4 separate regions of the Mus musculus genome follow, and all the other regions are linked to region 1. A link is a contact called in public HiChIP or PLAC-seq and promoter capture Hi-C data. All regions are on one chromosome and are shown on one strand. Each heading gives the region's core, a stretch centred on a gene start, on an enhancer-like site or on the middle of the called end of the contact. The rest is flanking DNA. Distances are from core to core; before and after follow the strand shown. Region 1 holds the start of Syf2 (SYF2 homolog, RNA splicing factor (S. cerevisiae)). Region 2 holds the start of Hmgn2 (high mobility group nucleosomal binding domain 2). Region 3 holds the start of Il22ra1 (interleukin 22 receptor, alpha 1). Region 4 holds the start of Extl1 (exostosin-like glycosyltransferase 1).

What was found. Promoter capture Hi-C pulls out the DNA fragments that hold promoters and counts their contacts. HiChIP or PLAC-seq counts read pairs in DNA pulled down with a chosen protein or histone mark.
Region 2: an H3K27ac HiChIP or PLAC-seq map of embryonic stem cells shows a contact between it and region 1, with 2.8 times the contacts expected there. The contact joins the promoter of Hmgn2 here to the promoter of Syf2 in region 1. A contact is called at or near these places in 2 of 39 promoter capture datasets (erythroid cells and pre-B cells) and 2 of 115 datasets of contacts at active chromatin or transcription factors (bone marrow-derived macrophages and embryonic stem cells).
Region 3: a promoter capture Hi-C map of liver shows a contact between it and region 1, with 5 times the contacts expected there. The contact joins the promoter of Il22ra1 here to the promoter of Syf2 in region 1. A contact is called at or near these places in 1 of 39 promoter capture datasets (liver) and 1 of 115 datasets of contacts at active chromatin or transcription factors (pancreatic cancer cells).
Region 4: an H3K27ac HiChIP or PLAC-seq map of microglia shows a contact between it and region 1, with 7 times the contacts expected there. The contact joins the promoter of Extl1 here to the promoter of Syf2 in region 1. A contact is called at or near these places in 1 of 39 promoter capture datasets (hippocampal neurons) and 3 of 115 datasets of contacts at active chromatin or transcription factors (bone marrow-derived macrophages, memory CD8 T cells and microglia).

The regions. Positions count from the first base shown.
Region 1 is chr4:134,929,634-134,932,264 of GRCm38.p6, forward strand. Syf2 (SYF2 homolog, RNA splicing factor (S. cerevisiae)) reads left to right here and starts at 1,347. Exons shown (of 7, transcript NM_026780.3): 1 at 1,347-1,385; 2 at 1,547-1,651. The coding sequence starts at 1,362.
Region 2 is chr4:133,966,672-133,969,302 of GRCm38.p6, forward strand. Hmgn2 (high mobility group nucleosomal binding domain 2) reads right to left here and starts at 1,320. Exons shown (of 6, transcript NM_016957.3): 1 at 1,124-1,320; 2 at 286-330; 3 at 95-124. The coding sequence starts at 1,138. It overlaps Dhdds (dehydrodolichyl diphosphate synthase), which reads right to left. Exons shown (of 9, transcript NM_001362959.1): 9 at 2,357-2,631.
Region 3 is chr4:135,726,871-135,729,501 of GRCm38.p6, forward strand. Il22ra1 (interleukin 22 receptor, alpha 1) reads left to right here and starts at 1,289. Exons shown (of 7, transcript NM_178257.2): 1 at 1,289-1,392. The coding sequence starts at 1,350.
Region 4 is chr4:134,371,254-134,373,884 of GRCm38.p6, forward strand. Extl1 (exostosin-like glycosyltransferase 1) reads right to left here and starts at 1,294. Exons shown (of 11, transcript NM_019578.2): 1 at 1-1,294. The coding sequence starts at 465.

The DNA.
Region 1 (2,631 bases), core at 97-2,596:
AAACTAGTCCCAGTAGATTCAAAGCCTGGCTGCTACACTGAAATGCACAGACTGGAGAGATGGCTCAGTAGGTAAGAGCACTGGCTGTAGTGGAAAGATGTTTCCATCCCAGAACCCACATGGTGGCTCAGGACCACCATAACTCTAGTCTGACCTCCGTCGGCACCAGGCATGCAGGTGGTGCATATATGGATGCAGGCTAAAACCCCATACATAAAAAAAGAAATAGGCCGGCTGTAACTTCCTCATTTAGAGGTATGTATTGCCTTCCATTTGATTTGTGGGGATTTTGTGTGCTAGTTAGACTCAACTCACCTGCCTCACTTCTTCCAGCCAAGTAACTCACTCATTTCTTTTAATCCAGAGACAGGATTTTTCTTTTCTTTTCCTTCCTTTCTTTCTTCCTTCCTTCCTTCCTTTCTTTTTCTTTCTTTTTTTTGGTTTTTCGAGACAGGGTTTCTCTGTGTAGCCCTGGCTGGCTGCCCTGAAACTCACTTTGTAGACCAGGCTGGCCTCGAACTCAGAAATCCGCCTGCCTCTGCCTCCCAAGTGCTGGGATTAAAGGTGTGTGCCACCACTGCCAGGCGCAAGCCAAGTTTTATTAAGCTTGAGAAGTAGCTTCCTACAGGGGAGGGGGACTCAAAAGAGAATTGCCCACAGTTTACATTTTTTTCTTGCCAGTGCTTAAGCTTTTAGATATCCCATGTCTTATAGCACTGGCTAGCCTAGAAGTCACTGTGTAGCCTTGGCAAGCCTCATACTTGATATTCTCCTGCCTCCACCGGCTGAGACGCTAGGAGAATGCCACCACAGCCGATTTGTACCCAGCTATTTTTACACGTGGGATGGCTTTTTCATTTCTAAAATTAATTAGTCGTCGATTTTGAAAGGTACACGTTTCATATATCCCTGTCTTATTCCCGAATTATCTTAGTGACCTTAGTAGTTGCTCTGGTGCTGGAATGTGAGAGTGAACGATATGGGGCCCGCCCTGCTCTTCTACAGTTAGTAACATCAGCAAATTATCTACTCTATGGAAGGGACTTAATGCGGATTAAATTCAAGAGAGACAAGGTTCTTTAGAGCTGGTGACAGGATACGCAGTCCCCAACCAGGCGTCCCATTCTATGTGGTGACAGGTTCGGAGCACTTCCTCATCCTTGTCGTCCCTCCCGGGCCCCGCCCCCGCCCCGCCCCGTTTGCGCCTGCGCATAGCCATACCACGCGTCAGTCCCTCCCACTAAAAGGAGCGTGAGAGGCCGGAAGAAACTGACGCCATCGGGAAGGCTTGAGTCTGGGCCGCGGGCCAGAGGCCGCCGGAAGTGCTCAGCGTTGTTGACGGAAGTAGAGAGAAGGCTGTAATGGCGGCTGTGACTGAAGTTGTGGTGAGTATCACCGGCTTCGCGTAGGTGTCAGTCCGGGAGACGCCGGGGCTGAGGACATGGGTGGGATCCGGGTGCGGCTCCCGGGGAGACCAGGGTGCCGGGCCCAGGCCTGGGCCGTGGCCCCTGGCAGACGCCGAGCCTGAAGCCGGTTATGATCGCAGGTCCCCGCGGATGGCGCGGAAGCCAGGCCCTTGGCGGCCGAGGAGCTGGCGGCGCAGAAGCGGGAGCAGAGACTACGCAAGTTCCGTGAGCTGCATCTGAAGCGGGTGAGTGGCGGGGCTGCGGGCCAGGCTGGCAGTAGGGCTGGAGGAGCAGGAGGAGGAAGGCGCACCACGCACCAGATCTCCGGACCCGGCGTCCCCGGGACCAGATCTCCGCCCGCCGGTGGGTCTGGACTCGGGTTGAGATCGCTTTGACACACGTCAAAAGCCCCACCCGCCTGCTCCACCCGGCCACACCCACATTACCGGGTGTACCTTAGGTTTTTCCTCTTGTTCCATGATTCTTCGTTTTTCATCTAGGGAAATAATTGGTTAGAAATAGTAATCAGACCTTTCTCACCTTAAAAACAGCGAGCACACACTTTCCCTTTTCTCCGAGTTCAGACTCAAAAAAGTATAACTTATTTCCCATCTCTTGTTTGGATGTCTACTCAAATCGTAAGCATGGCTGGCGAGTCACTCTCAACATTAGCATTCTTTCCCAGAAGCTAGCTCCCTCTCACTTCTTTATGTGACTGCTTGGTCATCTGACCCTTTTTCTGAACCTGCTTGTTTTCTTGGACTATAATTCAAAAGGCATGCTATATCTTCTTACTGTCTCCCTTCTAGCACCTGCCAAGATTTTCAGCCTGCTTGACTTGTTTTTGTCTTGATCTCTTTTTTTTTTAAAGATTTATTTATTTTATGTATGTGAGTACACTGTAGCTGTACAGATGGTTGTGAGCCTTTATGTGGTATTTGGGGATTGAATTTAGGACCTCTGCTTGCTCTGGTCACCCCTGCTCTCTCCGGCCCAAAGATTTATTTATTACAAAAATTACTCTGTAGCTGTCTTCAGACATACTAGAAGACAGTGTGAGATCCCATTACAGGTGGTTGTGAGCCACCATATGGTTGCTGGGATTTGAACTTGGGACCTTTGGAAGAGCAGTCAGTGCTCTTACCTGCTGAGCTATCTCTCCAGCTCCTGTCTTTTTTTTTTGAGACAGGGTTTTTCTCTGTATAGTCCTGGCTGTCCTGGAACT
Region 2 (2,631 bases), core at 70-2,569, 960 kb before region 1:
AGCCACCATATATAATGCAACGGGATCACAGAGATCCGCCCCCAAGTGGTTCCCAGTATCAGGTAAAGATCAGGAAATAGACGCATACACTTACAGCAGACAACCTCGCAGATCTTCTCTGTGGCTATTAAAAAAGAAAGTAAGAGGAATAAGCACAGGTCTCCTCACTAGTCAGCTTCACATTAAAGAAAAGTTAATGAGACAATTCGTGGTCATTTACTACCACAGAACCTTGGTAGCTACTACGCAAGGCTTTGTGCGTTGCCCTCAATGGATAAGACTCACCTCGTCCTTCACCTTGGTTTTGTCTCCTTTAGCATCCCCTTCAGCCTACAAAATGATAAAAAGACCAAAACTTGTAACCTCGGAGGCAAATCTCAGAGAACCGGAACTTAACAGCAACCGTCAGACCCCATTCTAAAAACGCATACACCCAAGTTTTATATAAGAAGCCTTAACGGGGATAAGGCCCAACTAAAGTCCGAGACGCACGGAAGACCGGGCAGGCTGGCCGCAGAGCGCGGGAGAAGCTGGAGCCTGGCCCCACAGGCGCTCGGAGCCACCAGCGCCAGGCATTAACAGCTGCAGATTGTGCAAACAAACCTCTCCGGAGGCGGCGCCTGGCGCCGTTGCCATGGCAGCCGTCGAGGGCGGGAGCTCGGGGAAGCCGTGGGCGGGGGCGCGCGTCTCGTGCGCCCGGAACGTGGGCGGCCGGGGAGGGCGGAGCCACGCCGCGGGCCCGCCCCTCGCGGACGCAGTTTTGGCGGCAGCGCGCTCCCCCGCCCGCCCAGCCGAGCGCCGCCTTCCCGCCCTTTCGGGTTTGAATCGCCCGCTCGTTCGCTCGCTCGCCCGCGGGAGGAAGGGAGGAGGGGAGGGGGCTGCCGGTGGGGGAGGGGGCGCGGGCGGCCACAGGGAGCGGGATAAACAGCTGCCAACATGGCTCCTCCTGCTACCGCCACCGAGCCTCCAATATGGCTTCTGGCGCCCGCGGGCAGCGCGCCTCGCACGATTCGCCCCGCAGCCGGACTCGGGCTGGAACCTCGCGCCGCGCCCGACCTACCGCCGAGTCCCGAGCCCGAGGCTGGCGGTGGTCCCGGGGCGCCCGCGCGCTCGCGCCACGTACCTTTCTTTTGGGCATGGTGGCGGCAGGGGACGTCGGCGCTGAGCACGGGGATACAGCGGCGCGCGGGTTTGCTCCGTCCGGGGGTCGTCCTCGCTGCTTCCTCACACTGCTCGGGCTCCGGGGGGTTTATAAAGTTTTTATAGCGCTGGGAGCCCCGGACCGGTTAGAACCGGATTTCACCTCCCGTCGCCGCTCATTGGCCCAGTTGGGGTCACGTGGGCGGGGTTTAAACTCACCTCCTCTGGAGTGAGGAGGGGGTGCAGGGGGAGGGCGCTCGAGACGGCGGCGCGCCTTGGGGGAGGGGGCGCGCCTCGGAGTCGGAGGTAATAAATGAGGGGCGCGCGAGGCGGCAGGCTTGGGGTTCCGCTCCCGCCCAGACCTGGCTTTTGCAAACTACCAAGTTCCTTCCACCTTATGCAACCCTTCTACCCACTTCTCCAAGCCGTGCGACACTGGGCACATCTCGGCCGCTTTCCTTCCTGCTCCCGCCGGGGCCCCAGCAGAGGGGTTTGTGAGGCCTGGCCGCGCCGCCCAGCTCCAGAGGCGGCGGGAAGCGCGCCGGCCGCAGCCCCGGGGACCACGGGCTCCCGTGGGCTGAGAGCCGGGAGGCTAAGCTTGGCGCAGTCGGACGTGCATCCTTTTGAGTTGCCACCTTGGGGAGTCCCTCGGTGTGCTCACCTGGAAAGCAGTCCACGGGATGTGGAGGTGTGGGCTGGGAGGGGAGACTTTCCACACAGGGATGCCTTTCGGGTACAGCGGGGCAGGTAGGAGCTGTCCTTTCAGCACCTACTGCTGAGCCGCCTCCCCAACGTTAAACAGCCCCCCAACATCTGCCTGGTAGCTTCCTTAAATCCCCTCTGGCCCCTGTCACAGAATGGTGGAGAAAAGCCGGCGCCCCAGCCCGGGAGCACGCCCCTCCCACTCGGCTCTCTGGGTCTGGGCTGCAGCTACCCAGCTGCCCCCACTCAGCAGAGGCCATGGAACCTGGGCTTTGCAGATGCCACAGCTGGCTAAAGCCCGCCTCACACACCATCGAGCTGGCTTGCTCTCGGTTGCGTGAGGAAAAGGCGGTTGAAGGGAAGCGCCGGAAGATTAGGAAACAAGTAGATGAACAGGTGTGATGGCAGAGGGGCCCTTCCAGGCCACCCCCGCCCAAAGTCCGGCCTTCTAGAGCTAGCTGAGTGCACCCGATGGAGGGGGCCAACTGCAGCAGTAAAGCAAAACCTTCTCTCGTTTGCAGTTACCACACAAACCTTGTATCTCAAAAAGAAAATTTTAAATTCTTTTTGACATCCATAACACAACTGGCTAACATCTGCAATAGGGTGTTTGGTGCTCAGGCGGAAGGCACAAAATAGGTCCCATCTTAATTTCTGAGGCAAGGGTTGAAGCTAGTTTGTAATAGCCATGGCAGCAGAAAGCAGACATCTGCGAATTCAAATCAAGCATTTTTCAGCCTTTGCCTCTGGACAACAGTGGATCTGCCTCTCCTTTCCACGCCCACAGTG
Region 3 (2,631 bases), core at 39-2,538, 800 kb after region 1:
CAGGGCCAAGGGCCCAGCTCAGTGTGACTTACTGCGTTCTCATGTGAAGTGAATTAGGTTGACCCGAACCTTGGCCTGGTTCTGCAGTTGATAATGGGGCCAGGCAAATGTGCTACAAAGCATGGACCTTTATCACATGCACCCTAAACCTAACCCAAATAGCTTCTTACATCATCTCCGGGGCCCGGCAACGAGGTCCACCCCGGTGTGCATGGACACTGATGTCCGGGACGGCTCTTCGAGGTGGCAGAGAGCTGGGGAAGCATTTTCCACCTTCATCCTCCAATCTAAAGTCCTGCCCCACTGCCTCCCCTCGAATGCGGCAGGAAGAATCCCCCTTTGTTAAGATTCCCTTTCTCTGTGTGCCTGCACATGCGCGTTTGTGTGAGCGGGCGCAGACTCCCGCGAGGAGCTTGGAGGACGCCATAAGCATCAGTACTAGCTCCCATTGTCTTTGAGACAGCATCACTTGGTGCCCACTGCTGCAAATGCAGGCTAGGAGAACCACCGCTCTCTAGAGATCCCCCTGTTTCTGCCTTCGATCCACTCACAGAAGTGCTGGGATTACAGACACTTGGACTTCACGTCCATCTGTCCAATCCACCTTCACTTAGGTTCTGAGGGTCTTCACACTTGCTTGAAAACACTCTACCCACTGAGTCATCTGGACTCCAGTCCCTCCCCGCACCCCCACCCCCTTTTATAGATTCTTTGTCCAAGATTCCGGCTGAAGATTGCCTGGGCCTCCCACCTCAGCAGCCTTGCCAGGAGGAGGCTGTTCCAACCACACTGCTCAGCCCCCGGGGAGGAAAAGGGCGCACTGAGCTCCCTGCAATTCCACCAGCGAGAATCAAGCCAAGAAGTCATTGTTGAAGGTATTCTCTTACTCATGTCCTGTTCTTTTCCTTGGGATAAATCCTCTTGTAATGGAATTATTAGGACAGACGATATGCAACACACCCGGGGCAGGCTTTGATATGAGCCAATTACGGACTGATAAGACTGCTCTTCGGCCTTGCCTTTCCTAACTCTCTGGTGCACGGCCGCACCACCAGGGGCCTTGGGATGAATCAGTCACCAGACCAGATAAACAAGCCCTTCCGCTGCTGGTGCCTTGTCTGCACCCAAGAAAGGAACCTCCCTTGGATCTCGCCCAGGTCCTGGAATTCCTCAGCACCCGACTAGGCACCTTTGTACCCCTGCCCCCACGAGCCCAGGTCTTACTCTGCTCTCCTCTCCCCGCCCTGGGCTGGGCGGGGCCAGCTGCCAAAGCGGCAAGACTTCACACACACCCCAGCCTCTGTGCAGGGGTCCAGAGCCGAGGCCCGAAGGGGCCCTGGAGGGACCCAATGAAGACACTACTGACCATCCTGACGGTGGGATCCCTGGCCGGTAAGTACCTCTCGACCTGTCCTCAGATCCTCCTACCCCAGCAGCTAGGGAGCACAGTTGCCTATTCCTGCCCCATGAGTCTCTTAGCAGCCAGTTTCATTTTCTTCCCGGCTGGCACTGGACTGGGTGGCAAGTTTTCCTGGAGATGGAGATGACCTGGTCCAGGTAGCTGGAGAGAAGAGAGTACCCCAGACCTGGCTTCCTAAAGGGTCTCAGTTGACCTTCAAGTATGCAGACATTGATTGACCAGCTGTCTGAACTCAGGGTGCTGAGTAGGTAGAGTCTTGGCCTCAGGGGTGCCGCTTCATGCTCTGTTTATCATTCAAGAGGGGACAACAGGCTAGATAAAGCTGGTGTCAGGCTACTGTCTCCATCCATGTCTCCTCACGCCCCTCTGGCTGGATCAGTAAAAAACAGGTCTCTCCAGCAGCCGCCAGAAGGCTGCAATAAGTCACTAGAGTGTCCGTGCAAATGCGACTAAGGACTATGGCTGTCAGGTCTCATCAAATAAACTTTGGGGTTCATACCTGTGAGACATGAGACAGGGGCTTGATCTGTTCTCCTGAATGGAATCCAGGGCTTCTCTCTCAGGAGGCAGGGCTGAGGCATGTTGGAAGGAAATGGTCCAGCCATCTCATGGACCTTCTTGCTTAGTAGTGCATAATACGGTCCCTAAAGACACACACTTGCAGCCAGGTGGTCTTTAATCCCAGCGCTCAGGAGGCAGAGGCAGGTAGATGTCAGCCTGGTCTACAGAGGGAGTAGCCAGGACAGGGATAGAGAAACCCTATCTTGAAAAACAAGAGAGACAGAGACAGAGAGAGATCGCAAGAGCACTGCTCTGGCTCCTATTGCCCAAACAGTGTGTATGCATCCTTAGCATCGGCAAAGCTTCTTTCCAGCCCTTGGCAGACTGCGAAGATTAGATGCAGTCCCCAAATTCTCTGAAGCATCTTCTTTTACATCCCAGGGTGGAGCCATGGATCTCCTGACCCATTAAGATGGAGGGAAAAGGGGGCAGAAAGGAGCCCTGTGGTGCAGAACCCTAGCCTTAGCCACAGACACAGGCTCCGGCCCCAGCTCTCTGGCTGGCTCCAGGTCACTGTAGATGGTGCGTTTCTCCTTAGCTCCTAGGGCAGCTGATACATTGTTTTTCCACACAGATGTGAAACTTGTCTTTTATAAAGCCGCCAGACAGCCAGACTCCCCACCACAGGTCTCCTTTTCCAGGTTTCACAA
Region 4 (2,631 bases), core at 44-2,543, 560 kb before region 1:
GTTCCGGCCTCCGTTCCAGTTCGGAGGCAGGGGCCCGCAGGCTCCTCTACGATCCTGGCTGGGGAGAAAAAGGAGAAGGCAAGCGTCTGCTGGGCTGAGTGCAGAGTAGCGGGAGCCTTCCAAGGAATCCAGGATCCTGCGCTGAGCCTCAGAGGTCGGACCAGCCGGGGAGTGCACAAAGATCTTGAGGACCTTTCCCCTACACTTGGAGGTGTCAAAGCAGGCTCCCCAGGTGCAGCTGCTTCCCCGAGAGACCCGAGGGAGCTGTGCGACATCTTCTGGGTTCGTCTCAGACTGGGAGAAACTCTGTAAGAAGGCAGCATCCAGCCAGCGGGGCCAGCCTTGGGAGCGCCCTGGAAGAGGACCGGGCAACACTGCCAGGCGAAGGGGGAAGACTCCTAGGAGGACGAGGAGGAGCCAGAAGGCTGACAACGCCAGCCAGAAGGACTTTCTTCTCCACAGCATGTGGCCACCAACAGCTAGGACTAGAAGGAAGTGAGGAATTTCTGTAGCAAGTGGAGGAGGCGACCCCAGGCAGGAGGGAGCTGGAAATCAGCCTTCTGGTCCAGCGCTCTCACCATTGAAGGCAGGTCCCCTAGCTAAGTTCGACTAACCATTGGCCACCTGTGGGATTGACCCCTCGTGGGAAGTCCAAGGAGGCTCTGGCTTTCTAAATTTGCATTCCCACTCTCCGACTGCTTTCTCTACCTTCACACAACCTTGCCACCCTTTGCCCTCTCATCGGGACCTCTGCCCTGGGCCACTGCTCGGGCTGATGCAACCCTTGTCCAGACCACAAGATCGTGTCCATTTGCGCTCAGGACTGCACCCCTGATCTTACCCTTGACCCAAGGGCAGGCTATCTATGGAGAACTGTCTGGGTTCATGGGGAGTGGGTATCGGGAGGGGGTGGCCAAGGATGATGTAGAAGGAGGCAGGACTGTCCTCTCCCACTCTTCCCTCTGCCCCAAAAGCTCTTGAAAAAAACCCTGGCTACCCCTGTGTTTGGTGGCTGGCCTTCTGTGGCAGAACTATAAATAGACCTTGTGTCCATGTGGGCCACCAGAGCCAGCTGAAGTTGGAGCCGGAGTGCATCCCATGCCCGCCGCCTGGGGAATGAGAAGGTTCGGAGTGTGGTCTTCTTCCCCTCGGCTATGGCCCCTAACCCAGGCAGCTGCTCTGCACCCTCCGGCTAGGAGCTGTCACAGGGCAGAGGGCAAGACCTACGCTCCAAATTCCTGTTCCTGCCCCACAGGTCCAGCCGGCAGCTCCAGGTCCCACTCCAGAAGGTATCAAGTCGGTCCAGCTCTCTTTCGCAGCAGCAGCAGCCTGGCCACACCCCCGCCAGCTCTGATTGGCTCCTGGCTAGGAGGCAGGGTTTCCACTTAACCCCTTGCAACCTCTTTCGCTGGGGTACCGTTTCGTTTCTTTTTCCTTTTTTTTTTTTTTTGAGACGAGGGGGGTGGGGATGTTCCTGTAGCCCCGGTTGGTTTCAAACCCACCTTGCAACCAAGGACTTTGAGTCCCTGATCAATCTGTCTTCACCTCGGAGTGCTCGAATGCCAGCTACCTGCCATCACGCCTGGCTCTGGAAGATTAATAATGGTCAGGAGGGCACCATACCTCACTGGTGGCTGTGGATTGACAGTTTGCTTCTCTCCAAGGTCTTTACCAGTGATCCAAAGTAGATGTTTATCTGCCTTTCCCCCCCCCTTTTATTACGATTATCATTGTCTATTTTTAGAATTGATGTTGTGGTACTGGGAGTAGAACCCAAGGCTTTGTGCACACTAGACAAGTATTCTATCACTGAATTACATCACCAGCTCTTTTGTCTTTTTTACTATTGAGAAAAATGAAGCGCAGAGCAGGGATTGCCTTTCTTAAGGTGACCCAGCTTTGATGTGTCCAGGTGAAGATTTGAACTCAGAGCCTGGCCTGATGGGGCCTCTTCTTGTCCCCTCGGCCACTGAATGGAGCTGGGCAGTGTCTACCTGCATCTTTAAAATGGATTAACATCATTCCCTTGGAGGGTTGCTATTGTAGGTCCTACAAGAGCACTTGGTGGGGTGTCCTTCAACAAGGAAGTATCCTTCCGCTGGCCTCTCCTCCTTGGTGAGCAGCCTGAGGGCAGGGCACAGTGAGGTGCCCAGGAACATCCTCAAAATGGGATCAAGAAGAATCTGGCCTCTTGCAGTAAGAGGTAGGTCGCTCCGTGATAGACAGCTGCTCAGGCAAACCGCAGGCTTTCTCACGCAGGAGACAGGTGTGGGCATGCGCTGTTGCCATCCCACCAGGCTTGGAATTGGCAGAAGGTTCCCTTCCTCTAGGAAGCGGCTGAGACTCCTGAGTCAGAGCCAGGACCCTCCTTCAGGGGCTCAAGCTTGCTCTGGCCACATCCATGTTCAATCATCTAAGAGATCCTTCGCATCCTAACTTGGACCAGGTTCCCAGGGAGGCACTGGAAGTGCCATGCTGAATAAGAGTAATAGTGTAGGTGACTATGTCCTGAGCACGCTGGAAATGACTATAAAGGAGATATTACTATCATTCCCATTTTACAGAAGAGAAAGTTGAGGCTCAGGGAACTTGAGTAACTTTGCCTGTATTCCCATGGCTTAGCCAGGTCCT